2 separate regions of the Bicyclus anynana genome follow, and region 2 is linked to region 1. The links are chromatin contacts, called in public Hi-C maps. All regions are on one chromosome and are shown on one strand. The core of a region is the stretch at or near the end of the contact, and the rest is flanking DNA. Distances in the headings are between cores, read along the strand shown. Region 1 overlaps LOC112055815 (cell adhesion molecule Dscam2). Region 2 holds the start of LOC112055815 (cell adhesion molecule Dscam2).

Region 1 (5,299 bases), core at 814-3,313:
AAGGGGAGTGTTTGTTAACAGTCAAAGGATCCTTCAACCCTACACACAACCTTCACAAGTCCGTGACTCCACTCATGGTCTTCTGCCATTTTAGGGTCTTATTTTGGTTTGTTAAATAAGTTGTCCTGACAAATATTGAGAAACCTTTAACCTTAGATAGATCTTAGATTAACTTTAGATTTGACAAAATTATACTTATAATTAACAATAACAAGATTTTACTAATGAAATAACAGTGTTTAAAAAAAAATTAAGAAACGCACTGGCCACCCCTCTGATTTTCTTTATTTTACTTTTTCTTTGATTTGTCTATTGTAATTTTTTTATTATTTTTATTATGCCCGTAGTATTTTTGTAACTCTATGGTAAATTCATCCTGATTGAATTGATAACGGTTACACTTCGATAGATTATAATATGCCGAATAATAACAATGTAATCAGATGTTCCGTTCACAATATGTCGACAGATTACAATATCGCGAGTGAGATTATAAACTAACTTTTAACAATTTAACGGTAACATATATAACTCTTTGTTTTGCAAGAATTGTTCTCCTTTCAACAAAGATTTGTCGCATCACAGCTAGCCAAGAATTAGAGTGCTGAAGAGCTTGACGAGTCTACTCTCGCGCTCGTTACAAGGCTCGACCTAGTTTTGTCCTAGAATGATACTGGAACGACAGTGTATCGACCTCGTGGTGTGAATGACGCTGCTTTTTAATTGCTTTTTGACATAAATGAGCACGCGGCACGCAGTTTATATCCTGTTACACATTAATTGCAGGTAGTTTGCATGAATATTTCGTTCAAAATTCATTATGCTCAGTTTAGAAGCATTTTTGAAACTTCAGCAGGTCAATTGTGAAATGGCTGCATCAATTCTTAATCGCACTGTATTAATGTCAAAATATGATTTTCGATGCAATCGATAATAGCTCGGACTCTCGGATCTAGTGACTCTACCACATGTTCAAAAGGCAGGATCTGCTGAGAGTCTGTTATTGTTATGATTTACTTGTTACTTGATTATGTACTTATTCATTAAGTTTGCAGAACTTTACTTTATTTATCGGTTTTTATAATCGGTTTATTTGTAAATTGGTACTACTTATTTGTTGTGTTGTAAAATTGATCGGTCTATTGCTAATTGCTTTAGAAGCCGAAATTACACGCGAATAATCGCTAAGCAATCACTTACACCATCGCTAAGCAATAATACCTATATCACTTAATCTTAATTGGCGAATGTAATGCCAAATATTGAAAGTATTGGTATATTGGTAATGTTTCATACAAACCATCTTTACCAATTTATTTATTGAAAAGAAAAAATGTACAGCTTCTTCTTACATTCTTTATTTATTGTACAAAACATAACATCCATTATTAACATAAACATAATAATGTACGGTATTACGGAGAAAGTAGATCTTTAGAAAGCGAAACGTTAACACATATTTTATTTAAAATAAAATAACCATTTCATATATTTCATGTAGATAATAGATAACCTATATGTTTAATTAACTTTGCGATATCATCGAAAATAAATACTCCTTAGAAGTTTAACAATGGTATTCATAGACGGTGTAGGGGCATCACCAGGGGATCATTCACCCGCTGAGTGTCAAATTCTTCTTTTGATTGGTGGGATTTAGCGTTCCGGTACGATGCCGTGTAGAAACCGAAAGGGGTGTGGATTTTCATCTTCCTCCTAACAAGTTAGCCCGCTTCCATCTTAGACTGCATCATCACTTACCATCAGGTGAGATTGTAGTCAAGGGCTAACTTGTAAAGAATAAAAAAAAAAAAATCCCAAACAAATAGAGGTTAAATTCGACACTCAGCGGCTGTAAGAACTTCCATTAACCATTTCATATATTTCATGTAGATAATAGATAACCTATATGTTTAATTAACTTTGCAATATCATCAACAATAAATACTCCTTAGAAGTTTAAGAACTTCGAAAAAAAAAATGCGTTTCGAGAGCAAAAACGTGCCAAGCGTTCTTGTGACAGATGGTGTGGCTCAGTCTCGTGATTGGTCGACCCGAGGCGTCCGTACTCGGCAGATGCACGTGCGATGGAATCTTTTCTTTTAGCCCATTACATAGAAATGATTGAATGCGCCACTCGGTGCTTTTATTTTTTTTTGTTTTCGTTTGTCTGGCATTGTAATAAGATGCACCTACGAGTCTACGGATTTTATACATTTGTCTATACAGATGTTAAATTAACATTCATCTTCTAACAACAACAATTATTAATATAATTGCCTTCTAATTTTTTTTTCTTTATAAGTTAGCCCTTGATTCCAATCTCACCTGATGGTAAGTGATGATGCAATCTAAGATGGAAGCGGACTAACTTGTTAGGAGGATGAAATCCACACCCCTTTCGGTTTCTACACGACATCGTACCGGAACGCTAAATCGCTTGGCGGTACATCTTTGTCAGTAGAGTGGTAACTAGCCACGGCCGAAGCCTCCCACCAGCCAGACCTGGACCAATTAAAAAAACCTCAATCGACCCAGCCGGGGTCGAACCCAGGACCTCCGTCTTGTAAATCCACCGCGCATACCACTGCGCCACGAAGGTCATTGAAATTTATGTGTCATCATCAAATCATCAAAGTCTTGAAATTAAACGTTATAATGATTGAGATATAACTTTAAAAGAGATGTATAAGAACTACAATCTACAAAAGAGCTTTTAAGCCAATATTATATTATTTAGATACTCGGAGATACTTCTATATCCACTTGACGTTTGATGTACAAAGTTGAAATTTGGCAGGGAGGTAGTAGGACTGCGCGGGTGAGAAATCGTGCGTGCGGACCATCGGGAGTGTTACGAACGAAGTTGCCAAGCAATAATACTGTTTTCTCCTCGTCATCAACCCATATTCGGCTCACTGCTGAGCTCGAGTCTCCTCTCAGAATGAAAGGGGTAAGGTAAAGTCCACCACACTGGCCCAATGCGGATTGGCAGACTTAACACACGCAGAGAATTAAGTAAACTCTCTGGTATGCAGGTTTCCTCACGATGTTTTCCTTCATCGATTGAGACACGTGATATTTAATTTCTTAATATACAAACAACTTCAAAGTTGGAGGTGCATGACCCGGACCGGATTCGAACCCACACCCTCCAGAATCGGAGGCAGAGGTCATATCCACTGGGCTATCACTGTTTTCTACCAACAACAAAAATATGTTTTATAAATTGTTTATTATCTTTAGAGGAATTTTAATCATTTGAACTGGATGTTTGCAATGTCGTAATCAATGTTAATAGCATGTGGGCGCTACAACTGATCGCGCGACACCTGCTCTAGCCAACTGGCTGCATCTCGCCTTATTGTACAAGTTTCACATTCAACTTTGAAGTGTTTTTCAGATAGCATGGGTACGGTGACAGTCGCCTGTATGGCGTTCATAATACGTACTATTATCGTATACGGCAAACTTTCAAGAGTGAAACGAACTATCACTCGCACCATCCTACATGAAACGAACTGTAGGTGTGAGTTTTCATAGTACACGAAAATATTTAATACTAGTGGACGCCCGCGACTTCGTCCTCGTGAAATTCCTCGGGATGAAAAGTAGCGTATGTATTAATCCAGAGTAAAATCTATTTCCATTCCAAATTTCAGCCAAATTGCTTACGTAGCCGCGGCGTAAAAATACTTACACTCTTTCATACTTACACACACACACAAACTTTCATCATCATCATCATCATCATATCAGCTGATGGACGTCCACTGCAGGACAAAGGCCTTTTGTAGGGACTTCTAAACATCACGATACTGAGCCGCTGCATCCAGCGAATCCCGGCGACTCGCTTGATGTACTCAGTCCACCTGGTGGGGGGTCTACCAACACTGCGCTTTGTAGTGCGGGGTCGCCATTCCAGCACCTTGGGACCCCAACGTACATCGGCACAAACTTTCACCTTTATAATATTAGTGCGATAAATTGACTTAAGAAAACTAAACTAAGCCAATGGAGGAGATATATTCTACACCAGTTGCGGTATTTTTTAATATTTATGACACGCTGCCCTAATCGTATTGTTCATACCATCTGTGTTAAGTTATGGCGCGTATTCAAAGCTTTAATTATGCAATAAACACGTCCAAATTAGGCGGCTGTAAGGCCGACAGCCTTAACTAAAGACGATAGTTTAAGATTGTTAATGTTAAAAAGGTTAACCTTTTCGTCAATCGCAATGGATTTATGTACTCGTGTACGTATACACTTTTTCGGCTGGTGGGAGGCTTTGGCCGTGGCTAGTTACCACCCTACCGGCAAAGACGTACCGCCAAGCGATTTAGCGTTCCGGTACGATGCCATGTAGAAACCAAAAGGAGTGTGAATTTTCATCCTCCTCCTAACCAAGTTAGCCCGCTTCCATCTTCCATCGCATCATCACTTACCTTACTTTGGATAGGCTTGTGCTTGACTACAATCATGCCTGACGGTAAGCAATGATGCGGTCCAAGATGAAGCGCGCTTGCCTAGAAGATGCCTATTCACTCTTGCCTTGAAGGTGCAGAAACTGTAGGTTAAGACAGTTAACCTCAGTTAAAGTCGACATGAAATTATTTTGTCCTCTTATTACAGTGAAATTTTAACAGTAGTTAAGCATTTATGTACCAAACTAAAAAAAATACCCGACAATCTTGAAGTTATCTAGAACTAGCGGACCCGGTCAAGCTTCGCTTTGACTTATGTGCACTTCTTCCTTATCCCTACCCTAATAATACGCCACGTAAACACCCAGAAACATCGACAGACATATTAAAGTTGCAGGTAACATCCCTCTTTATTTCGACTGGTATATAAACTGTATATTTGATCGTGTCGAAGATTCTAATTTAGATTGAACTTCACTCTATTCAGCGTTTACAAGGAAACTTAGTAAGAATCGGTATGCTCGAGTATGAATTCCGCGTTCGGACTAGAATTCTGTTTACATTATTCACGATGATGTCGAAGGATACTGGAAGCAGTCTTCGTGTTTCTAATAACTGAACTGTCATTGTGGGGAGTGACGCGCAAGAGGTTATACGATAGCAAAATTAAGTAAATATGATTATTAAATTAACATTACAGTTCGATGACCTCATTTACACACAAGATTTCTGGTTGTAATTGAATAATACGTGGTTTTGATTTGTCAATAATGCAATTCCCAGAAAATAAAGTCAAGCGATATAGGTACCTATGACTTTTAGCAAAAATTATCCTTTCTTAATTTAGTTATTATTTTTTTAATACAGTGAGC
Region 2 (4,752 bases), core at 1,644-4,143, 34 kb after region 1:
GTGTTAACTTATTAAACTCCAAAGACCTTGAATTGCCTCCTTCTTGTTAGTCATAGGTCTTTTGGGTTTAAGCACCTACTTTTATATATGACTAAATATAATCTGATTGTAGACGTATAAACATAAACCAAATATATAAACGAGTTCAATGAATTTAATTATACAAGATAATATGTATGTTTTTCTTGAAAAAATGGTAGAGAGAAAAGATGAAATCTCAATGAAATTGTAACGAAATTTATTGAGACTGCGCTTAACAGAATACGACTTAATATATTTCCACTACCGGCCCTAAGCCCTCAAAAAAGCGTTCAAATATAGTATGAAGTTAAATGAAGGTCTAATTCCAACCTCAAAATTAAAAATGCAACAGTGCTCGAAAAAAGCTTCGTGTTTTAAAAACGCTGTCGTGTCAACATATATTATACTTAGCAATGCATTTGTTGTATTTGAAAGCTTTTTAACATCTGTTAAAAAAACTCTCGTGCGAATGAGGGCTAAAGGCTGATGTGATTTGCACTTACGAGTTCTTCAAGGCCAAAATAATTTCTTTACACAATGTAACTAATATTACAAGTAAAAAAAAGTAATAGAACAGTTGTCTACCTGAACTGTTTTGGCATACAAAAACTCGGAGCGCACCTTTCGTTTTTGGGTCTTTGTGCACCTGCCCTTGTGGATCGAAACTGGCTTGTTGAAGGAAGACTTGTTGACGAGTATATTATGCATACCCAACGAATGTCAGCTGAACGAAACCAGTCTAGTAAAATAATTTAATTCTCAACAAGAATTTTAATCTTCCGTAGCTAACCGCTCAGCTTCTATGGTGCACTGACCATGTAATATAACCAGCCATGTTATATCCAGCCATGCTCAAGTTCAGTTTAATTTAATGTTACTATTTTTAGCATTTCTTGGCTCTTAACTCTAATCTAACTGTCAACTTTATTACTGTCCTAGCTAAACAACTCATCCGCTTATCTTTCTCACGTTTTCAGTCAATTACTACTTTAGATTACTCGATTACTCTCGCTGAAGTTCAATTTAAGTTGCTATTTTTAGTATTTCTGTAGTCCCGTCGCTTGTATTAGTATTACTCGTAGCTAAATAACCCTTTCGTATTCACGTTTTTAGGAAATTACCTACTTAGTACTATGAAAGACAAGCTACCGTACGACAGTTTACCTTCGATGCGGTTTGCGACATAATCCACGACTACTCTCTTTAAAATTAATTGTATGTAATGTTGCTATTTTTAGTATTTGTCAGCTTTCAATTTTATTTTAAATATTTCACTAAGGAAGTACTGTTAGGTTCACTTTTATGTTTATGTTCTAAATATATTACCCATCCATCACAGAAACTCATCATACGAAAGCTTTTTTCTGGTAGAACAGTTTCTATACGATGGCTTTCGGCAAAATTCACGAGTGCTCTCACTTAGTTCAATGTAATTTCATGTCCAATTTCTAGTTCGATATCATTAACTTCGAACTCTACTTTTAGTCAGAATTTTATTACTGTCTTATATAAGTAAATGAAGGTTGTAAGTAAATTACTTAGAATAGAAAAGTTAACGTGAAATGTGTTCCGACAAAATTCCCGAGGTCTGTCTCAAATTGAATTCAATCTCATTTTGCTAGTATTGCTGCATTTTAGCTTTTAACTCTAGTCATATTCTCGACTTTATCAGCGACCTAGCTAAATCAAGGTTACTCTATATTCTTTTATATTAAGTATGTATAGAAAATCTACCGACAAGATGGGTTGCGGCAAAGTTCACGAGTACCGTTGAGGTTTATAGGTAGGTACATCGCAGAATTGGGTCTATTGAATCTATTTATGGATCGTCCGCCCTCGACTATCAAAAACACACGGTATACGAACTCTAGCATATAAGTCCTTAGGCGTGGTCAATTAATTAACTGAACCAGCCGTTTATATAAATAACCCCCTAAACGCTAACTAAAGTTATTTTTATATTAACTTCTGTCATTTATGATTCACGATTACTTAGTCATCTTTTTCTCACGACTCCGCGAGCTTACACATGCGAATATATTGTTTCAAATACATATATTACAATCTGTGTAAGTATATACAGTAACTATTGGCTTAACAATATTCCCTCCAGGATTAGCCGGCTAATCCTAAGGCCGGTCCTTTGCTCTATGTGACAATTTAACGAAACATTTTTAAAAGCATTTTTAGGGCCAACGACACATAGTTTTAATAAATTCCAAGGTTTATTGTGTACATAAATATTAAGTTATGTTAAATGTACTATCAAGAAATGACGAAGCACATGGATTTAAGACCGTCAAGATCTTCAAGTTTGATTTTTAAAGGCTTGCTAACATTGTATACATTTTCTTTAATAATATGATTATTTTAGTGCGCGTATTCACTTTATCACGGCTTTCATGTGCCTACAATCTACATAGACATGTCCTTATTGATATGATTATAATTACTTCTATATCAACATTATTTACTAGTTGACATTGACCGGTAGTGCATGAGTAATATTATTGGTTTTCGCACTGTCCAACTTTTATATCATATCGCCAATTCGTCAGAGATTAGATATAATAAAAAAAACGTTTAAACCTGTGCACACTCTGGACAACATCGTTATCGATCGTGGTTGCGCGCTCCCCAGCCGGCGTTTTCGCAAAATCCCCATGTATAATAACACAAAGGCACAATGAAATCGGGTTTTACAGAATGGAGGGCCATTACCTGAGAAACGCGAGCGGCGGCTCAGCGTAGCTCCCACAACACAATTCACCACAACACACGCGAACGGACGAGCGGCGATACCGACCCGCCCAAGACACAGACGCCGAGTGACCGACCGCATATACTTTGATACTTCGTACTAGCTATACACGGCCGATGACATCTAATGGTCTAAGATCCGGCACAAGGAATGTATAGCCTCATCTGATATTTATTTGGAACAAGAAAATGAAAGGAAATATTTACAAATTGCCTAGTTAAATTGCAGCCAACCACATTTTTCCAATGATATTAAATACTGTTAGATGTGTAACTAGCGCATGAAAAAGAGCGCTCAAAAAAGGAAGTTTATAGTCAACTCAATGTTAGTTGTGGTCAACAACGGACGATATTTAAACAAATAATACCTAAATATCGTCTACGAGCTTAAAAACTATATATCGTCATCAACCCATATTTGGCTCACTGCTGAGCTCGAGTCTCCTCTCAGAATGAGAGGGATTAGGCAAATAGTCCACCACGCTGGCCCAATGCGGATTGGCAGACTTCACACACGCAGAGAATTAAGAAAATTCTCTGGTATGCAGGTTTCCTCACGATGTTTTTCCTTAACCGCTTGAGACACGTGATATTTAATTTCTTAAAATACACACAACTGAAAAGTTGGAGGTGCATGCCCCGGACCGGATTCGAACCCACACCCTCCGGAATCGGAGGCAGAGGTCATATCCACTGGGCTATCACGGCTCTAAAAACTATATATACATAAATATATAATGGAATTAAAGACAAAATTGTGCATTTGTGCGCTCAGTGTTGTAGCCTTATTAATCGGATCACTTTTTGCGGTGTTTTTGTAGGGACGTAACCGATCTATAGTATAAAATTATCATTGCATTTTTCATACAAAATGTAGGAAACCATGAAGTAGATCAAAGGCAACTTAGTACTTTAATTTGACATATTAGACGAATATATAACCGGTGAGGGTATTTGTATAACATTAATTAACTGTTTATATCTGGCAGCCTACAGTTTCAGTTTGAAAGCAGGCAGCCTTTACGTTTTTAATTCTGTTATATTCTTTTAACTATTGTACGATTTTCATTATTTAGGCAAACATTTTTATTAATATAGATTAAATAATTAAAAAGAAAATAATCCAGAAAGTAATCAAGTCACCGTGCAATTTTACTAAGCAAATATTTTCCATCATTTATTTCTTATTCCAAATAAATAACAGATGAGCGTATATATTTCTAATTCCGGATCTTAGACTATAAAGAGCTCAACTATATCATTCCGTCCTTTTCGTAACACAATCGAATAGAGGACGATCCTGACCGAAGCGAGCCGAACGGTAGCCGAAATAAAAGGAGCATCCGACGCGTGATTTGCGCACGCAGGATCCTCGGCGTCCTGCGTACGGAGTCGCTCGAGAAATAGATTTAACTACCGTACGCTCCCTACTCGTAAATACAAGATGGCGAAAAGGAAACCCATTGATATTCATTCACGCAATTGTCACTTCCTCCATATTCAATCGAATTAAATGAGCTCATATAACGAAATATCAATGAAACAATCTACTGATTGCATTTATTGTGTAAACTATAATGGAACTAGTAAATCTACTTTCTAAACTACATTTTAAATAAATTTGATCAATAAAAAACCATCTTTATTAGTCATAAAATATATTTAAATTTTAAAAATTGCAGAAATATGTAGTATAAATAACATTAATTAAAAATGATTATTAAAATATATGAGATAATACATAACATACAAAGATAATACAAAATTTGCGGCAGTAGAGTTTTCGTAGAAAATTAACCATATTATCAAAATTTCTTAACCTTCTAACATATTCGTTTACGTGATTTGTAATACAAAAAATATACATTTTTTTATGTAATAAGTGATATATTAAAATGGGTTTATTAGTAAAGATTGGTAGCAAGATTATAATCCTATATGGGCCGATTAATAAATATTTAATCAATATCC

Evidence for each region. Hi-C and Micro-C count contacts between places; a contact is called where the count stands out from the background.
Region 2: a contact with region 1 is called in a Hi-C map of whole larva, with 4 times the contacts expected there. The contact joins the promoter of LOC112055815 here to the enhancer-like site in region 1. A contact is called at or near these places in 2 of 2 Hi-C or Micro-C datasets (whole body and whole larva).

The regions. Positions count from the first base shown.
Region 1 is chr9:9,108,163-9,113,461 of ilBicAnyn1.1, forward strand. The region is part of intron 2 of LOC112055815 (cell adhesion molecule Dscam2); the gene reads right to left. Among protein-coding and RNA genes, the nearest start is that of LOC112055815, 33 kb to the right of the region's middle. Within about 2 kb of position 2,064, at least 2 of the 8 cell types and tissues checked have open chromatin away from gene starts, as enhancers often do.
Region 2 is chr9:9,141,346-9,146,097 of ilBicAnyn1.1, forward strand. LOC112055815 (cell adhesion molecule Dscam2) reads right to left here and starts at 2,894. Exons shown (of 41, transcript XM_052883550.1): 1 at 2,743-2,894. LOC112055814 (glycogen phosphorylase) reads right to left here. Exons shown (of 9, transcript XM_024096024.2): 9 at 4,423-4,752.